Linked DNA regions of Mus musculus: region 1 is linked to region 2. The links are chromatin contacts, called in public promoter capture Hi-C maps. All regions are on one chromosome and are shown on one strand. Each heading gives the region's core, a stretch centred on a gene start, on an enhancer-like site or on the middle of the called end of the contact. The rest is flanking DNA. Distances are from core to core; before and after follow the strand shown. Region 1 holds the start of Fnbp1l (formin binding protein 1-like). Region 2 holds the start of Cnn3 (calponin 3, acidic).

Region 1 (5,823 bases), core at 510-3,009, 1.2 Mb after region 2:
CGCCAGGCACCAAAGAGATAAAAAATGTTGTAAATAGAAAATAAAACTATACCCATCTCCATTCACTGATGACACTGTAACCATCACAGAATGTACGTTTAAAAGGGAAAACCCTTAGTCCCAGCAACTGGAGAGAGTCAGGTGGATCTCTGAGTTTAAGGACAGCCTGGTCTATATTACGAGTTCCAGGCCAGCCATGTTTATAGTGAGACTGTCTCAAACAAACATAAAAGTAAATGGGAAAGGACCAATAATGCCTGAAATTCTAACTGATGTTACATGATTCGTTTACAAATGACGCTCACCATTATCAGAACAATCAAGTGGAGAGGCTCCTGAGGTATTTTGTCTTGATGGTTATGTTTGCAGACTGGGCAAACACTTCTGCAGAGTGCTACAGGACAGATTCCTGGGGCAGGGTTAAGTGGGTGACTAGATGAGCTTTTAAGTGTCACTTCTAAAATTCCCAATCTACAGCACGTGGAAAAGGAGAAAACATTCGGCCTCGCGACTAAACGATCTGTTTCGAATCCCAGTGAGCGTACATACTCGAAACTTGTCCCTCCTCTCCCGCTACAGAGATTCCCGGAGATTTTCGCAAACAAAGGCACGGAAAATATGCACAGGTGGGATAAAAAGGGGAGTGGCAGAGGCCAGGCGGCGCTCGCTCGAGACAGCGCCCCCACGCCGCCAATTTTCCCGGCCGCACCTGAGAAATCACTGCCATGCACACCTCCACCCTCAGGTGACGGCGTCCGGAGCGAATTCCTCGACCTATAACCCTCCGCCTGCACCTTGGTCGGACATTGGGTATTGTCTGCAGCCTCCAGCGCCCAGGAAAGGCACGGAAGAAAGAGAGAGAGAGAGAAAAAAGAGAGAGACAGACACACACACACATACACACACGAGAGAGAGAGAGAGAGAAAGAGAGAGAGAGAGAGAGAGAGAGAGAGAGAGAGAGAGGAGAGAGAATAAAGAACGAGAGGGAAATCAAGCGATCGGCAAGCCGCGCGCTCCTTTCGCCAAAATGAGCGTCCCTTCCTCGATCCCACTACCTAATTCGGGTCACAAAAGCAGACCCGCCAGCCCAGAGAGGCTGCAACCGGAGCTGGCCGGCGCGGAGTCGCGGGCGCCCTAGGTCCCGAGCAAGGAGGCAGCAAGAGAGGGAAATGGGCGTGTGGGTTGGGCCTGGCTGGCCCCAGGCCGGGCTGGGAACAAAGCCGCCCGGCTCCCCCTACCTGGAGCTGGGGCGTCGCCCAGGCGCGCGGCGCGGGGATCCGAGCGGCGCCCCTTCGGGACAATGGCTCCCTCCCCCGCCGTCGGGCGCGCGGTACAAAGGCGCGGCGCCCGGCCGGGCACCCGTCCGCAAAGTCAGGCAGAGGCTGGAGAGGGGACGGCAGCGGCCGTCCAGGGCTGCGGCCCGGGCCCCTCGGAGGGAGCCCCAGGCAGCCGCCCCGTCGCCTCCCCGCCCGCAGCCGAGCGGGCTCTCGCGGCACAAAGAGGCGCCGGAGTCCGCGGCGCGCCAAGCCCGGGGCTCCCGCCGACGGCGCGAGCCGCTCTGCTCCCCACACTCACCCACAGCTCGGTGCCCCAGCTCATGGCGGAACCTGAGGCGACTGGCGCCGGCCGGCTGCTCCCGCTGTCCTCTCTCGTCCCGACTTTCCCCTCCTCAGCGTCTGCCTCGAAAGCTGCCGCCACCACCACCGGGTTCCCCAGTGAGTGAGAGAGACACGACTGAAGCGAGCCGCCGCCGCGTCCCCGCCTCCCGGCAGCGGGGAGGGAGGGAGGGAAGGAGGGAGGGAGGGGGCCGGGGCCGAGGGGAGGCGGGACGGCGGGGAGGGGGCGGGCCGCGGTGCACCCTGGGATCGGGGCGGGCCCGCACTCGCGCGCGCGGGGGCCGGCGGGGGTCTCCTCCGAACAGCTCGCCCGGGGCGGGGATCCTCGGACCCTCGGCGGCGTCCGCTCCGGCCTCCGGGCTCAGCAAAAGCCGCACTCAGACTCCCGCTCCAAGATGGAGAGCCAGGGAGGACGCCCACGGTCCCTGCCTTGCTCGGAGACCCCCCCCCTCAAAGGAGGCGACCCCACACGTCAGCGTTCTTTGCGGAGCCCTGACAAAGAAACCACGTCCAGACGTTGGAGCAGAGGGGTGTGTGCGTGTGTTTAGTTAAAAAAAATCTGCCTTCGTAAGGTAACTTCTCCGTCCAGGCTTGGCGCTTCAGCCTGGGATCCCCGGGAACCACAGACCTGTAGAGGTCAAACGTCCAATGTGAATGCAACGTGTCACACGACGTGTCTGGTTTTTGTTTTTGTTTTTAATAAAGCATTTTGATTTTATTGTAAGTTCTTTCGGGAAACCTTTTTTTCTTTTTTTTAAGAGGCAAGCGATCCCGTAATCTTTTGGGGACGTTGCCATGGTAAAAGATAAGACTTGGTGGAAAGCGAACCCGACTGACACCTGCAGGAGGTGAGACGCTGCTGAGCTTGCCTGAATTCTAGGCTCGTGGCTACCTCCAGGGACCGGTCTCTCCCTCCTCACAGCCCTTCAACAACCTGTTCAGAGCCTGAGGCGTCTCTTGCCTCCGATAGGAATCTTGGCTGCAGACGACCTCTTGCTTTTAGCTGTGCTGAGTTATTTCCCAGCCTGCCTCCACTGGCAGTCAGCAAGTTTGGCTGGTGCTACTAGATACCGCGTACAGTCTGCTCACTAACTCCCCAGCATATGCTTTAGTATTAATTGCTTGTCGCTTAAAACACACACATTTTCACTCTAGAACCAGTAGAGTACTCTTCAGTGAGTCATGACAACTGAATGCTTCAAGGTCCCCCCACCAACGGACGTCTTATCAGCCTTGAAACTCCTCCCTACGGGACCGGGACCGGGACCAACACAGGTGTTCCAGCTTCTTCCGCCCCAGCCTTCCTGTTTACCTAGTTCTGCTCCCCATTGAAGTCCAGGCAAATAGCCAGAGCTCTCCAGGCAGTCTAACCACCACTCACCAAATTCTTTGCTATCCTTTTCTGAGGTAGGCTGAGCAAATGAATACTCTCTTCTAATTAGGTTAAGGCCGGTCTTTTTTTTTTTTTTTTTTTTTTTTAATGTTCTTTGAAAGTCGCTGAAGCCAAGTGTGATGACGCACACCTGTAATTTTAGTGCTCCGGAGGGGAGAGGCGTAACTACAGGAGTCAGAGGCTAGCCTGGGTTACAGAGTGTGCAGTGGTTGGAGGGTGGGGGTGGGGTGTTGGTAAGAGAGAATATCTTCCTAAGAAATAACTTCTTTCCACCATTTTTCTGGATTTCTCTATTTCAAAAAGGCCTGTCTCTGTCAAAGTATGTCTTCTAACAGTCACCTCTCCGGTCTCACTCTCACTCTCTAGATAGTATGAAGTTACTGTAGCAATGTCTCCTTTAGAGCTATTCCAGTTCTAAGATGTAACTTACCTACGCTCTGCCGTGGAAGCTAAGAAAGACCTAAGGACCATAATTCAAACCAAAATTACACCTCTAAGAGGCAGAGAGCAGGTGAATCTCTGAGTTCAAGACAACCTGGTCTACATGTGGAGTTCCAGGATAGCCAGGGCTACATAGACCGTGTCTCAAAAAAAAAAGTAAAATAAGCTATTAGTCATATTAACACTATACTATCAACATAATTCCCCAATAAAGCATAAAGTTTTGTCTTCAAGCTGAGCCATTTTCCTTTCCCTAAAACTTCTGAATAGGACTTCACAATTTAAACAACTCACTGCCTTAAAAGTAAAAGCAGATTTTGAGCTGAGGTTATGGGTAAAGCACTTGCCCAGCGTGGATGAGACCTTGCTTAGAGTTCAATTTTCAGGTCTGGAAAAAACAACGACAAAAAACACAGAACCCTAGATTTGAATTAACTAAAACCCAAGCAGCTGGCTACACCTGTGCTACACAGTGTAATTTTTAAAAATTACATCATCAGTTTTAACTACTGTAGCCTGGTCTGCCATGTTCAACATCTTGGGCACCACAAAAATAAAATCAAGTTCTTACAATACAGGAATAAAAGTGTCTATTGTTATATTTTGTTTTAAAAACTAATATTAATCAAAAGTAAAAACATATACTATCTAAGTCCTTGTTCCTAAAATAGTTGATATTTAGCTAGGCAGAGATGTTTTACACACACAAATGCTATTTGTCATGCAGCCAAATGCTATTTCACAGAGGTTTTGTGGGGGAATTTGGGGTTTTATTATCATTGTGTGTAGTATGTGTCTTAGTTAGAGTTTTACTGCTGTGAACAGACATCATGACCAAGGCAACTCTTATAATGACAACATTTAATTGGGGCTGGCTTACAGGTTCAGCGGATCAGTCCTTTATCAAGGTAGGAACATACCATTGCCCAGGCAAGCATGGTGCAGGCAGCGCTGAGAGTTCTTCATCTCTATCTGAAGACTGTTAGAAGACTGGCTTCCAGGCAGTTAGGACAAAATTCTTATAGCCCACACCCACAATGACACACTTCCTCCAACAAGGCCACACCTACTCTAACAAGGCCACACCTCCTATTATTGCCACTCTCTGGGCCAAGCATATTTAAACCATCACTGCGTGCATGATGGTGGTGCATGCTCCAATGTCCATGTAGAGGTGAGAGGACTGCTGTGGAGTCGGCTCTTTCACCTCTGCATGCGTCCTATCCATCAATGGTGCACCTCCAGGCTTACACTGCAGTCAACTTTGCCTGCTGAGCTATCGCACCAGCCCAGCCAAGCAGGTTGTATTAGTCAGGGTTCTCTTGAGTCACAGAACTTATGGGATGTCTCTGTATATTAAGGAATTTATTGGGATGACTTACAGTCTGTAGTCCATCTAACCCAACAATGGGCAGCTGTGGATGGGAAGTCCAAGGATCTAGTAGTTGCTCAGTCCCACAAGGCTGGGTGTTTCAGCTGCTCTTCTGTAGAAGTAGGCTCCAACAGATGTGCTGGCAAGTAAGTGCAAGCAGTTGAAGAAGAGTGAATCTTCCTTCTTCCAATGTCCTTATGGAGGCCTCCAACAGAAGGCCCAGATTAAAGATTAGATTTACTACCATGCCTGGATCTGGGATTTGCTTTGTCCCAGCCTGACCTTGAACTCAGAGATCTTCTTACCTCCTGAGAGTAAAGGCGTGTACTACCTTGCCTGGGTCTAAGCTTTTCAAGGCCTCTATGCCTCAAGATCTCTATGCCAAGATCCAGGTCAGAAACTTGTATCTTCCGGCCTCAAGATCTGGATCCCAGGTGAGCCCTCCATTTCTGGATGATAGTTCATTCCAGATATAGTCAGGTTGACAACCAGGAATGGTCATCACACTGGTCAAGCTATTTGTACGTTTTCATAGTCATTTTTGAGTAGTTTAAATTAACATCATTTCCATCTTTAAATTTCCAACTCATGATTGTGAATATTTTTAGTGTAGCAAGGGTATCATCTACTGTGGATGCTCTGGATGCTATCCCTAGTCTACCTGGAGGCCTAAACTTTACAAAACTGTTCTGGCGATTGTACCTTTTTGCTACTTAACGTATTGGCAGTGAATCAAATCATGGTTTCTGTTTCAGAGTGCAGAAGTTTTGAAGGTAAGCAACACTACGAAAGAACCAAGGGAATGACTCTTCTACACATATTTACTCCAGTGAGTAAACGGTAAAACCCTACATTACTACAGAAGCACTGTTGCAATGTTAATCATTTTTACAGTCTCTCTCTCTCTCTCTCTCAAAAAAAAAGTCTTAAGTAGGTCGTGATGACATCCAATAGCTCATAGCTAAAGTAAACCAGGCAGTCTTGAACTCCTGATACACTTA
Region 2 (6,310 bases), core at 3,184-5,683:
AAATCTTCATGAATTTAAGACCAGCTTGGTTGACATATTTCTGTGGTCTCAACCTTCCCAATGCTGCGACCCTTTAATACAGTTCCTCATGTTGTGCTGGCCCAAACCATAAAATTATTTCATTGCTACCTCATAACTGTAATTTTGCTACTGTTATGAATTCTAATGTAAATATCTGATATGTGACCCCCAAAAGGGTCTTAAGCCATAGGTTGAGAAACACTGACACAGTGAGTTCTAGATCATCCACGGTGGCATATGGAAACCCTATCTCAAAGGGGGAGAGGGGCGAGACTTCAAAGAGAATTAAAAAAAATACAGGTAGCAAGTGAGTACAAGAGAAGATGTCAAATGTACGTATTAGAAATCCTGAAATTAAAACAATGAGCTGCCACTCCACAGAAATACACTGAATGTTAGCAAAGGTACAGAGGACCTAAGACTCACCCTTGCAGGTGGGACCGCACCCACTCACGTGCCTGTCAAGTTTGGAAGCAAATGCCTTTACTTTCTGAGCCAACTTACTCGGCTGTTTCTTTTTCTTATTGCTGGGCGTGGTGGCGCACGCCTTTAATCCCAGCACTTGGGAGGCAGAGTTCCAGGACAGCCAAGGCTACATAGAGAAACCCTGTCTCGAAAAAAACCAAAAAAAAAAAAAAAAAAAAAAGATTTACTTATTTTATGTATATGAGTACACTGTAGCCACCATGTGGTTGCTGGGATTTGAACTCAGGACCTTTGGAAGAGCAGTCCATGCCCTTAACCGCTGAGCCATCTCTCTTGCCCCACTGCCCCAAGCTATTTCTTAAAAAGTTAAACACACACCTTTCACCTGCCAGCCTTTGTTCTTGGAGGTATATATCTAAGAGAAATGAAAGCATGTCTTTGTTAATAGCTTGTTCATGAACGACTGCTGTACCTTTTTTGGTGGACCCTGTTGAGGGGTGGTTTATGATCTCCCAACTTACAATATTGTGAAAGTGACATGCATCTAGTAGAAACTGTACTGCAAATGACAAATTCTTTATATATATATATATATATGCACCCCCAAACACATACATATATACTTAAAGACAGAGAATCTCGACATAGCTCTGACTTCCTGGAACTTGCTATGTAGACAAGCTGGCCTCCAGTTCACAGAGATCTACCCACCTCTGCCTCCCCAGTGCTCACATTCAGTGGGTATACCATCATGCCCTGCCAAATTACAACTTATCTTCTCCCAGGAAAGTGCTAGGTGTTCTAAGGCTTTCTCCCAGTGTCCAGCAGCAGCAGGGATTCACGGCTCCAGCCAACCAGGCAATCCAGACAGTAACCAGCCATTCAGACCTGGTAACTCACACCTGTAATCCTAGCACTTTCGATGACACAGAAGGATTACTGTAAATGGGAGGTCAGCCTGGGCTACAGTGAGTTCTGGGCTAGCTTAGGCTATAGGGTGAGACCCTGTCGAAAAATAAAACAAAAATAAGAGGGCAACCCAGAGAGCAACTGAGGGTGATCCGTGCCCAGAGAGCAACTGTGGGCTGCTCGGCTGTGGTGTTCCATAGGTTAGGTGTGACAATTTTACTTCAATTTATGATATTTTCAATTTACTATGGGTTTATTGGGATGGAACTTCATTAGAAGTCAAAGCACAAAGAAAGATTTGTAATGGCGCCAAACTGTAATCAACTAAAAGATTCATCAGCCAGGAGGCACATCATCAGCACACAGGGTGGCTCTCTGTGCTGAACTACTACTAAATAATAAAAAGGGATGCGCTGAGGATATAGCATACAAAGTGAGTGGATGTAACGATTTGAAATTCTGTTTTTTTAAAAATTATTCTCAGAGTGTCTACAGCATGCCTACGGAGTCAAAAGGACAGGAGTTTGTTCTCTCCTTCCAGCTTTAGTGGGTTCCAGGGATTGAACTCTGGCTGTAAGGCTTGGTTGGCAAGAGCTTTACCCACTGAGCCATCCTGCCCATCCTCAAGATAATTTTGCTAAGTTAAAGAAGGCTGAAGGGTGATGGCTATATCCATTCTCTGGTTGTGATGTGTTTTATGGAGAGGGTGTGTGTGTGTCTCAAAATGTACTTTATCTGTTGTTGTTCAACAGTCTTGCCTCAATTAACAATTACTCTCAATTTTTATTTTTATTTTTTCAAATTTCACTTATTTGCTTTCAAGTGGAGGTCAGGAGATGACTTGATGGAATTGGCTCTCTTCTTCCTCCATGTGGGCTCTGGAAACTCAAGTCGTCAGGCTATGCATCCGGCACCTTTACCACAGATATTTCTTGGCCCACTTAACCCAATTCTAAAAGTCTTTACACCCCTCCCCTCTCTTTCCTTCTTTAGGACCAGCACTGGCTGGTCTTGAACTCACAGTGATCCACACACCTCTACCTCGAGGGCCCTAGGACTGAAGGAGAGCTCCCTCATACCCGCCTCCACATTCACTCTTGAACACAGCACTACTCACTCCCAGCAGCGAGTTAAATTTCCATCGTTGTGACTGCTGCCACTATCAACTGGCAGTATCATTTCACATTACGAACCTTTGAAACTCGGTAGTCCTTAAAGACAACCCTGTTAAGTACTAGAAACCACGCCTTTGATGACAGAACTGAATAACGCCCCCATGCATTCTACCAAGTACGATTTAGGCTAGCCAAGTGACACTGACCACCATTCCTTACCCACTGTGGCCAAACAGAAGCCCTGAGGTTTGGGATTCTAAAGGAGAGCTGGGGGTGGGGGGGTGAGGGTTGTAATTTCGACTTCATATCTGGCTCAAGTATTGGTTCTAAAAAGTGGGTTTGGTCTTGTGGATGACAGAGAGCCACTATCACAGGACTGGAAAAACAGCCCCAACTGCTTGTATCATCATACTGGGTCAGCTGCATCATCTTTCTGCGGAAAGAATGCCCTAATTATTCTGAGTACCTTCAGAAGCAATCAGTAAATCATTGGAAGTTACTTCACGTTTCTGCCCATTTGACTCGTTACTGCTCTATCACATTGCACCTTATAGCGTTGATGAAAAATTCTTTCAGCTGACAGAAATTCTGTGCCTTTTTCTTTTCTCTGTAGCTTAGGCAGACCTCTGGTTCTATCCCAACACAGCAATCCTCTTTGTGCTGGGATAGAGTGCTTGAGACACTATGCCACACTCCCTTATTTCTATCCCAGAAAGGTTCAACTTGGGCTATTTGGGCTTCTCTTTTCCATGCAAGTGGCTGACCCTGGTCCTGTAGTCTCTTCTGGAATGTCAGCTGTATTTGGGAAACATAAACCAACATACTGACACCCAGAGGACTAAAACCTGTCCTAGATGTGCCCCAAGACACCAAGGCAAGCGGTGACACTCTGGAGGCAGTGATAGCTGTCATTATTAGGAATCTCTGAGTTGCAGCCTTCAAGCCACTAAAACGGATCTGAAGTCTACCGAGTAAGTTTTGGGAAAGTGAATGAGCTAATCTTTCAAAGACATATAGCCCAGTGTAGTGCCAGGAACACAGGCAGGGGACAGCGTGCTCTCTGTTCTCACCTTTCCTCTATCAGTTTGCCTTTGAGATCAGAAGAAAGGAAAGGGGACGGAAAAGAATACAGAGTGCTGATTCAAAGAGATTAAAAAACAAACCAAAGCAGGTAGACTTCTCAGTCAAGGCAGTCCTCTAATTAAAAACAAATAAACTACCTAGCCTTTTGGGCTGGCTGAACCCCCGGTGAAGGTGCTTGCCAAGGGCAACTGGTGGGACTCCAGAAAAGGACCCAAAAAGCTGTACCCCCTCCCCCCAAAACCTGGCTGTGCCACAACACTTTCCCAATTTCTTTCGCTCTGCATTCAAAGTTTAGACAGGATGAGCAGGACTTTGGCAAAGAGCGTTGACCGAGGCAGAGGTCAGCCCCACAGGTGCGGCAGCTGCGTGGGGAGGGAGACTTGGCAGATGTCCACGCAGGCCTCCCCCCCCCGCCCCCGGCCTGGCACGTGGATTCGAAGGCTGCTCCCCGGGTTTCCAGCGCAACATCTGGGCGCGCTGTAGCCCGGGAGGAGACGGATGGAGTGGCCGGTCAGCGGCGGGCCAGCTCGGGGAGCTTCCTGTCCCCCTCCACCGTCGGAGCGCCACAGATGCCTGGGAGTTGATGAGAACCAAGGCGGCTGAGAAGCCCCTAGGCGCCGGGGCGGGGCGGTCGCAGCCCGCTGACCAGCGGGGAGGAGGGGCGCCGAGGTCCTAGGTGGCGTGAGGGCGGGGCCGGGGGCTGGGACCCCGCGGGAGGGAGCGCCGCGCCCGCCGCGCTGCCATTGGCCGGGAAGCCTTGGAGCAGGCGAGGGGGGAGGAGGCGGCGCTCATTGGTCGGGCTCGCCGGCCAATCCCTGGAGGCCCGGGGGTGGGTGGGGGGAGACCAGGCTGGGGGCAGAGCGTGCGGAGCCGCGGAGCGGGCAGCGAGCAGGGCAGCCGGTCCCAGTCCAGAGCGACCCGGAGCCTCCGCGGGACTCGAGTCCTAGCGAACCTCGAAGCATCATCCGCGTCCGTCTGCGGCGTTCGGGCTTCTCCGGCGCCGCGCAGGGGAGCGAGCTCGTGCATCACCCGCGCGGCCGCCGCTGGGGCTAAGAGCAGGGACACCGAGGGTGACTGACCGCTAGAACTCTTCCAGTCGTCCAAACAGCCATGACCCACTTCAACAAGGGCCCTTCCTACGGGCTCTCCGCCGAAGTTAAGAACAAGGTACGCGCGCGGGCGGGCTGGGGGTTTGCCGCGGCGGTGGGGGCGCTGGGAGCCGCCGCGGAGAGACGTCGAGGCTGCGGGAGAGAGAGATGCTCCTCGGCTCGCGGAGCCTGGCTCGCACGCGTTGGTGCTGGCTTTGTTCCCGCGCCGCGGCCCCGGCGGGCGGTGGGGGTTCCCGGACGCCTGGAGTCCCGCAGCGCCGCAGGGCCCGCTCCAAGGCTGTAGGGTGCGCCCCTCCGGGAAGGGGGCGCTCCTGAGTGGCCTGTGGCCCTTAGGCGGGGCCCTGCCTTACGGCTGGGTCTCCGGGAGTTGCCGCCCCCGCCATCCGCCTGGGCTGGGGCTGCCGCGGGACCCTGCGTCTCCTCCCATTCCATCCTGGCCCCCTCCTCCCACAAGCGAAGTTGGGCGGTTACGTGGCCAACCCGGGCCCCTCATTGTTCCTTTCCTCCTCCTCCTCCATGGGAGAGTGTCCCGCCGACCCCTGGGACCCGCGGGCGGAAAGGGAGCCCGTCGGTGGTGCCTTGATGCAATCGCCGCTGGTGCGGGAAGCCCAGACAAAGCCTGAACGCGCAGCCTGCGAGCCGGATCAGCTGTAGATGAGAGACTTAGAAATGCAATCCTGAGAAGTTTGCAGCGCGTTGAATTGTCACGATATCTCGGCAGGGTCGCTTTTGTTCGAGGTTTATTTGCTGTGGCGGGTTGCAATTTTGGAGTGATTGGAATCTGGCTGCGTTGCTTTGCTGTGTACTCATCTCAAGAATGCACCAGGGTTTATCTTTCAGACTTTTGGCCTGGAAAAGAGATGAGAGGCGCCCCCCTCCCCAAATCCTCTCTTTCCTTCCTCCCTGCCTGCATTCCAAGTCCATGACATCAGGGGTTTCGGGGAGTGGGGGTGACCAGCCAATCGGCGTGGAACTGCGCACAGACCGCTCATTGTCTCCCTTTTGCTGTTCCGGCCAAAGCGCCACAAAGGAGGGCTGCTGTGGTTTAATTCCCATTAACTTCCCGGGAGCCGAAGCATGTCAGGATTGTCACCAAGCTGTCCCACCTCCGGTAGAATAGTTTGGCATCATCAGGGCTACGAACACCCCTGGAGTTGCGGGTGGCTGGGGTGTGAAGGGAATTTCATAGAAGTAATGAAGCGTACCGTTGTTAGACCCAAGCGAGAGTGGTTTATTCTTTCCTGATGTATCTAGCGCACCCCTTTGTAGTTCATCTAGAAGATTCTAAACAGTCTTTGAAGCTAGGGACTAAATTTTATTCTGTGTTCAAAAATTGTAATCTTTGGGGGTTTTTAACCTTTTCAAATGTTTTGTCTGTATAAAAGTTTTCCTAAAGAGGCAGAAAAGTTAGTTTGGACGACAGCACTCACCAACTGAAAACTTTCTTGCAAAATAGCGGTCCTTCGAAGTTTATAGCTCCAGCTTTAGGAAGTTAAGGGCGTTGGCGTGTGAGAACTGGGTGGTTTGTGCCCGGTGCCGCTGGGCGCATGATTTGCAATTCCCTCTGGGATTCTGGCGCCCACTGAGTCTCTTTACCTTTGCATTGTAAATGAGGGACTGGTGACTTTGGCAGCCCTACAAGTGACT

What was found. Capture Hi-C pulls out chosen DNA fragments and counts their contacts.
Region 1: a contact with region 2 is called in a promoter capture Hi-C map of adipose tissue, with 3 times the contacts expected there. The contact joins the promoter of Fnbp1l here to the promoter of Cnn3 in region 2.

The regions. Positions count from the first base shown.
Region 1 is chr3:122,617,955-122,623,777 of GRCm38.p6, forward strand. Fnbp1l (formin binding protein 1-like) reads right to left here and starts at 1,760. Exons shown (of 14, transcript NM_153118.3): 1 at 1,576-1,760. The coding sequence starts at 1,599. It overlaps Gm43568 (predicted gene 43568), which reads right to left. Exons shown (of 2, transcript NR_166115.1): 2 at 4,295-5,027.
Region 2 is chr3:121,422,108-121,428,417 of GRCm38.p6, forward strand. It overlaps Cnn3 (calponin 3, acidic), which reads left to right and starts at 4,434. Exons shown (of 7, transcript NM_028044.2): 1 at 4,434-4,721. The coding sequence starts at 4,665.